Regions from separate parts of the Capsicum annuum genome. Here region 2 is linked to region 1. Evidence: chromatin contacts called from public Hi-C data. All regions are on one chromosome and are shown on one strand. The core of a region is the stretch at or near the end of the contact, and the rest is flanking DNA. Distances in the headings are between cores, read along the strand shown.

What was found. Hi-C and Micro-C count contacts between places; a contact is called where the count stands out from the background.
Region 2: a contact with region 1 is called in a Hi-C map of leaf, with 1.7 times the contacts expected there. The contact joins two enhancer-like sites. A contact is called at or near these places in 2 of 5 Hi-C or Micro-C datasets (bud and leaf).

The regions. Positions count from the first base shown.
Region 1 is chr1:158,126,308-158,131,159 of UCD10Xv1.1, reverse strand. No RefSeq gene overlaps it. Among protein-coding and RNA genes, the nearest start is that of LOC124898304, 14 kb to the left of the region's middle. Within about 2 kb of position 2,854, at least 5 of the 5 cell types and tissues checked have an H3K27ac peak or open chromatin away from gene starts, as enhancers often do. A contact at or near this core is called in bud and leaf, where this site is marked.
Region 2 is chr1:158,208,847-158,214,243 of UCD10Xv1.1, reverse strand. No RefSeq gene overlaps it. Among protein-coding and RNA genes, the nearest start is that of LOC124898304, 69 kb to the right of the region's middle. Within about 2 kb of position 1,478, at least 4 of the 5 cell types and tissues checked have an H3K27ac peak or open chromatin away from gene starts, as enhancers often do. A contact at or near this core is called in bud and leaf, where this site is marked.

The DNA.
Region 1 (4,852 bases), core at 1,605-4,104:
CCGGCACATAGTGGTTTTCCTGATTACTTTTATAATTTAAATGTTTGGAACAGTTTTAAGGAGGGAACTTATACAACAGCTTCTCGGGAAGAGCTTAAATATTATCTTCGAACGTCGATAGAGGATCGTAGACAACGGATCAACGAGTTAAATTAGTGGAAGAATAATGAAATACAATAGCCTGTGCTTTCAAGATTAGCTAGAGATATATTGAATGTTCCAATGTCAACCGTTGCATCGGAAAGCGCTTTTAGTCAGGGACTATAACAGCTTGGAGACAACTGACACTCATTGGGAAGCAATGCTATGAATGTTCTAGTTTGCCTTAGAGATTGGATTAGAGCGTAATGAAGAAATCAAGGAAAGGAGGTGTAGCCGAAAGACGAATAGAATCTTGAAGAAATTATGACTTCAAGGGAGAACTCAGCACAATCAAGTTCAATGCATGATTTTGCCCCCATTGATTTTGACTATCCTATGCAAGTTTCCGTTAATGTTAACATGGATGAGTTGGAAAAAATGAGGAAAACTTTGAAGATTTTTCATTCATGTACATTATAAATTTTGAATTATTTTGCAATCAATAAAATATAACATTCATTCACTCCTTACTTTATAAATTTTTTTCATTTAATGATTTAAATTGAATTTCTAGTTTAAATTAAATACTTAGTTTTAATATATTACTAATTTACTATCAAACTTTACACTAAGTAATAGATAGTTAAAATTTAAACATAACAAACATATAATCATATATACACATAATGAAAAAATAAATTTCTTTTAAGTTCAAAACCTCAAGTATTATTAATTTATTATATTAAGTAGCATATTTTTTAAAGTAATACATATATTGAATGATACGTATATATGTGTATATATTTTCTATAGACTCTAAAGTAGTATATATTTAAGGTATACATGTGTGTGTGTGTATATATATATATATTGTAGTATATATCTTGTAGTATATATCTTATAGTATATGTTTTATTTAAAATAGTACATATATTGAATGGTACGTATATATGTGTATATATTTTCTATAGACTCTAAAGTAGTATATATTTAACGTATACATGTGTATATGTTTTATAAATTAGTATATATATTGTAGTATATATCTTGTAACATATGTTTTATTTAAAATAGTACATATATTGAATGGTACGTATATATGTGTATATATTTTTTATAGACTCTAAAATAGTATATATTTAAGGTATACATGTGTATATGTTTTATAAAGTAGTATATAACTATATATATAGTGTGTGTATTTATTGTAGTATATGTTTTATTTAAAGTAGTACATTTATTGAATGGTACGTATATATGTGTATATCTTTTCTATAGACTCTAAAATAGTATATATTTAACGTATATATGTGTATATGTTTTATAAACTAGTATATATATTGTAGTATATGTTTTATTTAAAGTAGTATATATATTTAATTAACACATAGTCGTATACATGATTACATGTGTAATTGTGTATACGTGTATATGTTTTTTAAATTCTAATGTAGTATATACTATATATAGAGTGTATATATATTGTTTAACGTATTTAAAATGTATATAGATTGGTATATATAGTGTATATTGGAGAAAAACTTTTAATTTTTATTTTTTTTTGTAACCGGTTTTGACTGGGTTTACCTGAGTTAGGTGTAATGGACCGATCCCGAGTTATCTCTTGAAAATTTACTGTTGGCTCGGAACTGGACCGGCTCGTTAAACCAAGCCCGAAATTAGACCAGCCCACAACCCGGTTAAAAGTGACAGGTCAATTTCGAATTGACCTGACCCGATCCCGTTAACTGGTTTAAACTATTACTATTACTTATAATTAATGTTTTAAGGTTGTTAATATATGTAATTTTTTCTAACTAGTTTTAGAAGAGATGGACTGTAAGTTAACCTCGATTATTGTGGTAAAGTACATTAAAACCCCACACGGGTAAAAAAGAAAAATCTTGTGGTTATAGTTGCAAGTCTATATCAGACGCTGAAATAAAAAAACGCATTATTATGAATAACCCCACTCAATGACAAGGGTCCTTAAGGGTGTATTTGGCAAGCCTTATTTGGAAAAGAGATTAAAGTTGTTAAAAAGTTTTTAGTCTGTTCCCACTAAAAAATTGATATGGATTAACGAGTTGTTTAAGTCTACTGAAATTAGTTTAAGAGGAATAACGAGTTATAACTTCTCTCGACGTTTACGACTACATAACTGAAAAATACAACAAAAAAATATAATAGTTAAACTATAAAGATTGTTTGATCGAATATAAGTTAGGTGAAATTAAAACAAACAACAACAACATATTCAATATATTTTTATTAGTTAGGTAAAAATTAGCAATGCAAATTATTTATCATGGATTTGAAACACTTAAAATTGCAGGTGAGACACATGCATGCACTACGATCTAACTTTGTTTTAGGTTTGATTTACTAGCAGTTCGATTATAATTAGGTGATAATGAAAATGAACAAAGTATACAGTAAACGAAATAAGACAAATAAAACAAACTAATCCAAGAAAGCCCGGAGCAAAAATGAGGACATTCAAGATCAACCCCATGTTGACCGAGTTATTGACGGAATAAGATTACCACTAAACTAGATAAATAGTCAGGAATAAAAATTACTTGAAGACCGAAAAAAATCATAATATTGAGCAAGATAACAGATACTCATATTCTTTAAAAAATGAGGAAACTATTTATATATTATAATATTAAGCTTTGGCTAATTAAAATTCGACGGTATAACCCTAAAAGAATTAAAACATTTGATGTCGTGGCACGTGTGCAACACGTGTTCGACCCGCTACTAAACCAACGAATAATTCCTACACTGCTCAGCTCTGTACAAATTTGTCTGCGTATAAGAGCAGGCTAATAAATTGATCTCCTATTTGTGCTTCATATGTCATCGAGGTTGACGATCCATTGAGTTCTTATCCCTTATGTGAAGGCACTTTTGCTGCCATTAACTTGAGAAAGATTTCTCACACCTTCTGTACTTATTGTCATAACAGATCCTTATGTTGATTCTCCTCATAGTGCCACGCGTTTCTAGTCAAATTTTACTCCATAAAAAACATAGTGAAAAAAAAAAAAACAAATAGCATAGATATTATTTCTCCTTTTAACTTCTTATTTTTTTTCCTTATTTTTTTCAAGAAAAAACAAAAGAAGAAATAAATTGAAGCAGCGTGAGGGCATTTTTGTTAATTTTAGTTTAATACTTATATTTTTATTCCATAACTAGTTACAAGAAGTCCGTGTAAAGCACTATTCAATATTTATTTCAAATTAATATTATGACAATAATTATATTAATTAATATGACATTTTTTGAATTTTGAAATTTAAATAAATTTATTTTTCAAAATAATTTTTACATAAATTCTTGAAGTATTTTAAATTAGCAATTATTGTGATTTATTATTCAAATATATAGTTTCGTTTGAAAATTTAATTCACGATCAAAATTTTTGAAAATTTAACTGTACAAATGTATAAATTAATAAAGAGCGTGAAAAGCAAAATTTGGTGGGCATATATTACCATTTTCAAATAACACAGGCTCAGTATATATTTTTTTTGTCTTAATTTATACGACAGAAATAGAATTTAGATAATCAATCATATTTTAATATGTTTTTAAATATTTTAAGTTGTTAACTATTGTAATTTATAATATTTTTAATATAATTTAGAAATAATAGACACTCCTCTTCCTAGCCAAACTTTTGTGTCATTGATAGTCAATTATATATATTTTTTTTTAAATTTAAGTTTTAAATTATTGTGATTAATAATTTTCTTCTGTTTCAATTTAAGTGATATTTATATGATTTCGAGAGTCAATCAAATCATTTAAATTTTTTAGGTTGTTAATTATTGTGATATATAGTATTTTTACGTATTATTTTGTAATATATAACAGATTAATTAATTTTTGTAGGTTTTTAAATTTTTAACTATTGTAATTTACAATACATTCATATGTTAATCTCCTTATCCAAACTTTTGTAACATTAATAGTCAATTATATTTTTAAAATAATTTAAATTTTAAATTATTGTGATTTACAATATTTTTTCTTCTATTTCAATTTAAGTTAATGCTTAGATTATCATAATAATTAATTAGAAATGATATACTAAGATCACGGTTGAAGTAGCGAAGCAGACATGTGTTAAATGACTTACAACAACTAATTAAAAGTGATATAGCAAAATTATTACAAAAAATAATTGTAAAAAAAAAAGTGATATAGCAAAATTATTACAAAAAATAATTGTAAAAAAAAAAATTAAATGGACCTCATATAATACGTCAAGTTAATTTAACATTAGATATTATTAATTTTTAATGCTTAAATAATTTTATAATTTTTTTTAATATTTAGATGACTTAAAATAATTAATTACTTGTGATATAATAAAATTACGACTAAAACTAACATGTCATAAATATTTATTTTATTTTTTTATTAAATATTATTATTTTTGTAATACTTAAATAATATACAGTAATGACTAATTAAGAATGACATAATAAAATCACGAAGTAAGCAGTTGAATGAATCAATAAATAGACGTGTTGACGAACTCCTGTTTGCTCTTTTACTCTTATTATACAACATCATCATAAACGAAAATGATCAAAAATATTCCTCTACCTTAATTTAGTGATTAAATTTACCTCTAGTCGTACTATTGTATCAAGTGTATTTTTTTCGTTAAGAAACTTAAAATAATTATTTCTCTTTTTAACTATAGTCAAACATGGCCAATTAAATTTCAACGTGACATTATATTTGAGTG
Region 2 (5,397 bases), core at 229-2,728, 84 kb before region 1:
CTCTACACCTAATAAATTTGCTCCCTTAGACCAAACCTATGGGGAATTAGCAGAGCCATCTTAATATATCTTGAACGAAATTCATACATCATTACACCCTAAAGAAAACCATTCCCAACCAGCTGCATCTGTGTTACTAACGAGAATTGACGCGCTCTCTTAAAACAGATGCATGTGAGAAATGTGTCCCACTCTCCCAGCTTGTCCAGCTGTAATCTAGCCCTTTATGCTCCTACTGCCAGCTGTTTAGGCTACGTAGAAAGAAATTACTCCCCTCCAATCAAAAATAATTTCCAAATGGAAAAAGGGCTATGCCAAATGGCATCGTCTTCTCGCCAAAAGAACCTGCAAATTGAAAATTATAATCCTTCCTCACTCCCTCCATCTGATACTACTCTAATCCCTATAACCAATCCTGGACCCTATATATCTCAACTAAAAGATATGCAATCATCATACAAAAACTCTCACTCCACCTTTGATATAACCAAGACTTTAGACATCTACAACAATGCTTCATCAATTGATTCTACTCAACAAACAAAAATATCCATAAGTCCACTCCACAAAATTACTCTCCCATCTTTAGTCATGATCACTCACCCACATCTCCCTCCACAAGTAGCTCAACACTCTTTTGTGGTAGCGACTCAAATAATCCTTCCCAGTCATCAAACCCAATCTTGAATTGAGCATGCATTAAAGGATTAAGCAGTCTTCCTAACCATGGACATTCATGGAGTGAACACCCTGATCATTATCCAAAATCTGAGCTTTCTTTTGCAGTTGATAATGGAGGGGATGCAGCTGGCCATGGCAAACTACATGAACCACCAGCTGCTTCACAATCTTCTCCTTTGGAACACTGACTTTATTATTGTAACTCACCTTAGCTACTCTGACCAAGAATTACATGCCATGATAAAGGTACTCCCAAATCATAAAACTTGATGTTTGAGTGTATTTTACGCTAGTACTAACTCTCTTAAATGTCAACTTCTCTGGCAAAATCTACTAGCAATCTCTAGGAGCTTACATCCCTATTCAACTACTGATCTTTAGAGTATAGTTGGAGATTTCAATGAGATTTTGTCCCACCAAGATAAATGGGGAAAAATACCCTAAATCATACTCGTGGCTCTAGATTTCAATGATGTATTACCCAGTGTAATCTTATCGATCTAGGTTTTAAGGGTTGCCGCTTCACATGGTCTAACCGTCAGAAAAAACAAAGAGGGTTAATTTTAGAACAATTGGATCGAAGGTTTGCTAACCACCCTTAGTTACGTTATTAATCCAATGCTTCAGTTACTTACCTTCCCAAAATGTATTCCGATCATCATCCTCTCCTCATTCGTCTCACCTATAATATTTATACTCTTTTGACCAAGAACTTTCGTATAGAAGGCTATTGGCCCTCTCATCCTGTCTTTAGGGGCATAGTTACCAGTACCTGGCAAGGGAAAAGCTTCACTAATGCCTCTATGGATTTTAAGAAACAAGTTTCTAGCTGGAGTGCTCTCAAAGTAGTATCCTTTTAGTTTCTTCCTTAAAACTCTAGAGAAAAACCTTATCAATGATTATAACTCTATTCTTATAACGGAAGATCATTGGAAGATTCGTTCTAGAGTTGACTAGCATAGCGAAGGTGATGCAAACACTCGTTTCTTCCACCTTTCAGTATTAAATAATAGAGAGCTTACTCCAATTCCATCCGTTATTTGACCAAACATCACAGAGTTTAAGACGGTGTTCTTGTTGGGTGAGAGGACCATGGATTAGGGATCTAAGAGAGGGGGAACTGGGGAGCCATCTAAAATTCTATAAATTAATCATATGGCCCATCCCAGGAGCCCAAGTGATACGGTTTGTACATAAGTTCCCTCCTATGAGAATATTGTTCCAGATAAAAGAAGACCTTGCGTGGGCCCTACTGCTTCCATACCTTTGGATTAGAGTGGAGTCCCAAAGGGTAGTAGGAACACTAAATAACCGCCAAGAGAGATTGAAAGGGAGGGATAGGTTCTTATCTTCGGCTTTGAGCAGCCCCAACCCCCCTTTACTTTTAGGAGATGCGACAGTATTCCAATTAGCATAATGTAGCTTCTTTTTTTCGAACTGGTACCCCATAAAAAACCCCTTTAGATTTTATCAATTTGCTTGTAAGTCAAAAGAGGGAGGAGGAAGTATTGCATGGAATAAGTTGGGATGGCATTAAGGAAGGATCGAATAAGGGTCAGACGACCAACTTGATTAATCAAGATAATGGACTTTCCAGGTTGCAAGTTTATTACGGAAATTGTCAATTAGATACTGGAAATCTTTAGGTGTGGGTTTCTTTTGTAATATTGGGAAACCCAAGTAACATCAAAAATTTATTGATTTGTTAATGTTTAGCAGTTGGTGAACCAAAGCACAAATATTGGTATTACAGGCAGGGGAGAAAACAGCTCTAGATTTGGTAGCATTAACCCGCTGACCTGAGAGACTACAGAAGGTAAAAAGGACGCACAAATATCGGTATTACAGGTAGGGGAGAAAACAGCTCTATATTTGGTAGCATTAACCCGCTGGCCTGAGAGACTACAGAAGGTAAAAAGGACATGATGGATAGTATGAATAGTCTTAGTGTTAGCTTTAGCTATAAGAGTTAAATCACCTGTGAAGAAAAGGTATGAGAAATGAGGGCCCCTACTGGAGATGGTAATGGGATCCCATTTGAGGATATCAACTTTATGGTTTATATAATTTGAGAGAACCTCTAAACATAGAATAAAAATATATGGGCACATAGGCTCCCTCTTGCGTATCCCTCGTGATGGAGAGAAGAAGTGAGTTCTGGTCCCATTAACTAACACCGCAATGTTGCTAGTACTAATATAATATAGAATGAGATGGTAATTTTAGACAAAAATTTAAAGTAACTTAGTGTGAGGTGGACGAAAGACTATTCGAGACGATCAAAGTCTTTTTCGATATGGATTTTAAGAAGTATGTTTGGCTTAGAACTACGACTTCTGTGAAGATTATGGAAGAGTTCTTGGACAAGGATCACATTATAACGGATGGAATTGGAATAAGCTCCCCATTACTTAACACTTGGAAATCTTACAAAAGGTAACATTTTTGTCTCTTCGACCTCATGTTCCAGATGCTCCCTACTGGGCCCTAAACTCTAACGGTATATTTACCACTAAATCTCTTTGCCCATATCTATCTGGTAATCCCCCTCATACCCCTACCTTACTCCTTTCATTGGATTTGGACTTTGCCTACACTTCTAAAAATTAAATTTTTCCTATGGTTGTGCTCTCATGAGAAACTTCCCACCAACTCATATCTCTCTTACATAGGAATCATTCTTAATGCTTCATGCCCCTTGTGCTCATAGGAAACCATCCACCATTTCTTTTTTGAATGTCCATCAGCCAAGAAATATTGGTTAGACATAGGGCTCAACATGCATGGAATTCTTACAGCTTCCACCCACTGGATCCTAAATCTTAACAACTTAAATGTTCCCATATCAAACACTAGACTTCCCTAGACTATTTCTACCGTTTCACCTTAGGGTTTATTTAATTGAATCGTAATGCTCATCTCTTTCAACCTACTCCCAAACACCCTTTCCCCCCTTTATACCTCACATATGTTATTATTGTGCCTCTGAATTCTCTTACTCTAATCATACCACTCCTTCCAGCAGAAGCACCCTTGTCCAAGTTTAATGGCATCCTCCCAAAAGGGGCCATTATAAGATAAACACAGATAGAGTTTTCAAACAAAACTCTAACAAAGCTGGTATTGGAGGTGTTATCCATGATGAAGCAAGAAATTGGGTAGTGTGATATGCCATGAATACTCCTCCTCATAGCTATACTATGGCTAATTACAGGCACTTGAACAAGGCCTCATACTAGCAAGAGACTATTAAACTAGCCCTCTGGAAATTGAGACTGATTCTACTGAGGTCATCCGTCTCCTACAACACTCTCATTCACCTTATGATGCTATTGTTTCATCTTGCGGGTTAATATTGAAGAAGTTGGGGACACCGCCAGTGCACCATAATTTCAGACAGGGCAATAAGGTGGCCGACTTTTTGGCCAATGAAGGTTGTAGCTTAAATATGATGTAATATCCTACTACTTTGTTATGTCCTCCTGTAGTACTCCAGGGTGCTTTGTATGCAAACAAGGATGAGGTTATATCTACTAGAAGGACTTCTCTCTCAACGTGTACTAGATTAGCAACCCTTGGCAATCGTAATGTACTTAGTAGGTCTGGTAGTGGTACTGTTATGAAGTTTAGTAATGCTATTGATACTAATATTATATCTACTCTGAACAATGTAACTATTTAATGTTTATATTGTTGGGTTTAAGGTGTATATATGAATGGAAAATAAAGAGAAATGGAGTCATTAAAATGAAAAGTGTACTCTTTTATGAAAAGTCTACTAAATTCTCCCACATTGGTGGGAGAAAGAAGCTTTCAAGTGTTTATATTGAGAAACACAACTTCACTTGGAAAAGTGAGGCAAAGAACAAGAGGTGCCTCGCGCCGTCGTCGCTCGCTCGGCTTCGGATTTGGATTTTTCAAATGATCGATCAATGAGATCTATCTTTTTGGACAAAATTTATTTGAAACATGACGAACAAGTGAAATTTTAATTCAAAGAATCTGATAGAAATGTTTTTATCCATGTGCAGGTGCATTTCGAACACTATGAAAACACGTGCACAATGCACCTCAAACGGATGCGACCCTTCGAGGGAAGAGGCACACTATTTCACGTAAAGTGGCATCTATGTGCGCACCCTGGCGACCTTTGACCGCAGGTCAAACGCAGGTGTAGCACGGAAGACACTGGAATTTGGATAGTGTCACTTGCGGCTGCAGATAGGGCGCAGTTCCAGTACACACTGGATGCAGGTGACGTGACTGTACTGAATAGGTGCCTTTTGCTGAACCAATGCTTCCTTTCCAAAGGGACACCTTAAGGCTATAAATACCTGACATTTTCGTCAGGTATAGACATGATTTTTACAACAAAAACACTCTTCTTCTCTACAAAAACTCAGTGTGATCATTAGTCGTTGAGTGAGTTCGACGAATCCAATAATTTGAGGTACCACTATTGTTGGATTGAAAGCCATTTTTTCCTAGGGAAAAAATATCATAACCTCGGGTACAATGGGGGGAATTATTCATTAAGGATACTCCATGAAGTCGGGAAATTTGGCTTTAAATTTTTGTTTCATCTTATTTCTGAAACTATAACACACTTCTTGGATAGATTATTTTTAATCTTGTGCTGAAGGTGTTGTGTAACTTCATAGGTGTTCTTGTGTTTAGACTTGAACTTATATTGAAGTTGTTGTATGTCTAAAGGCA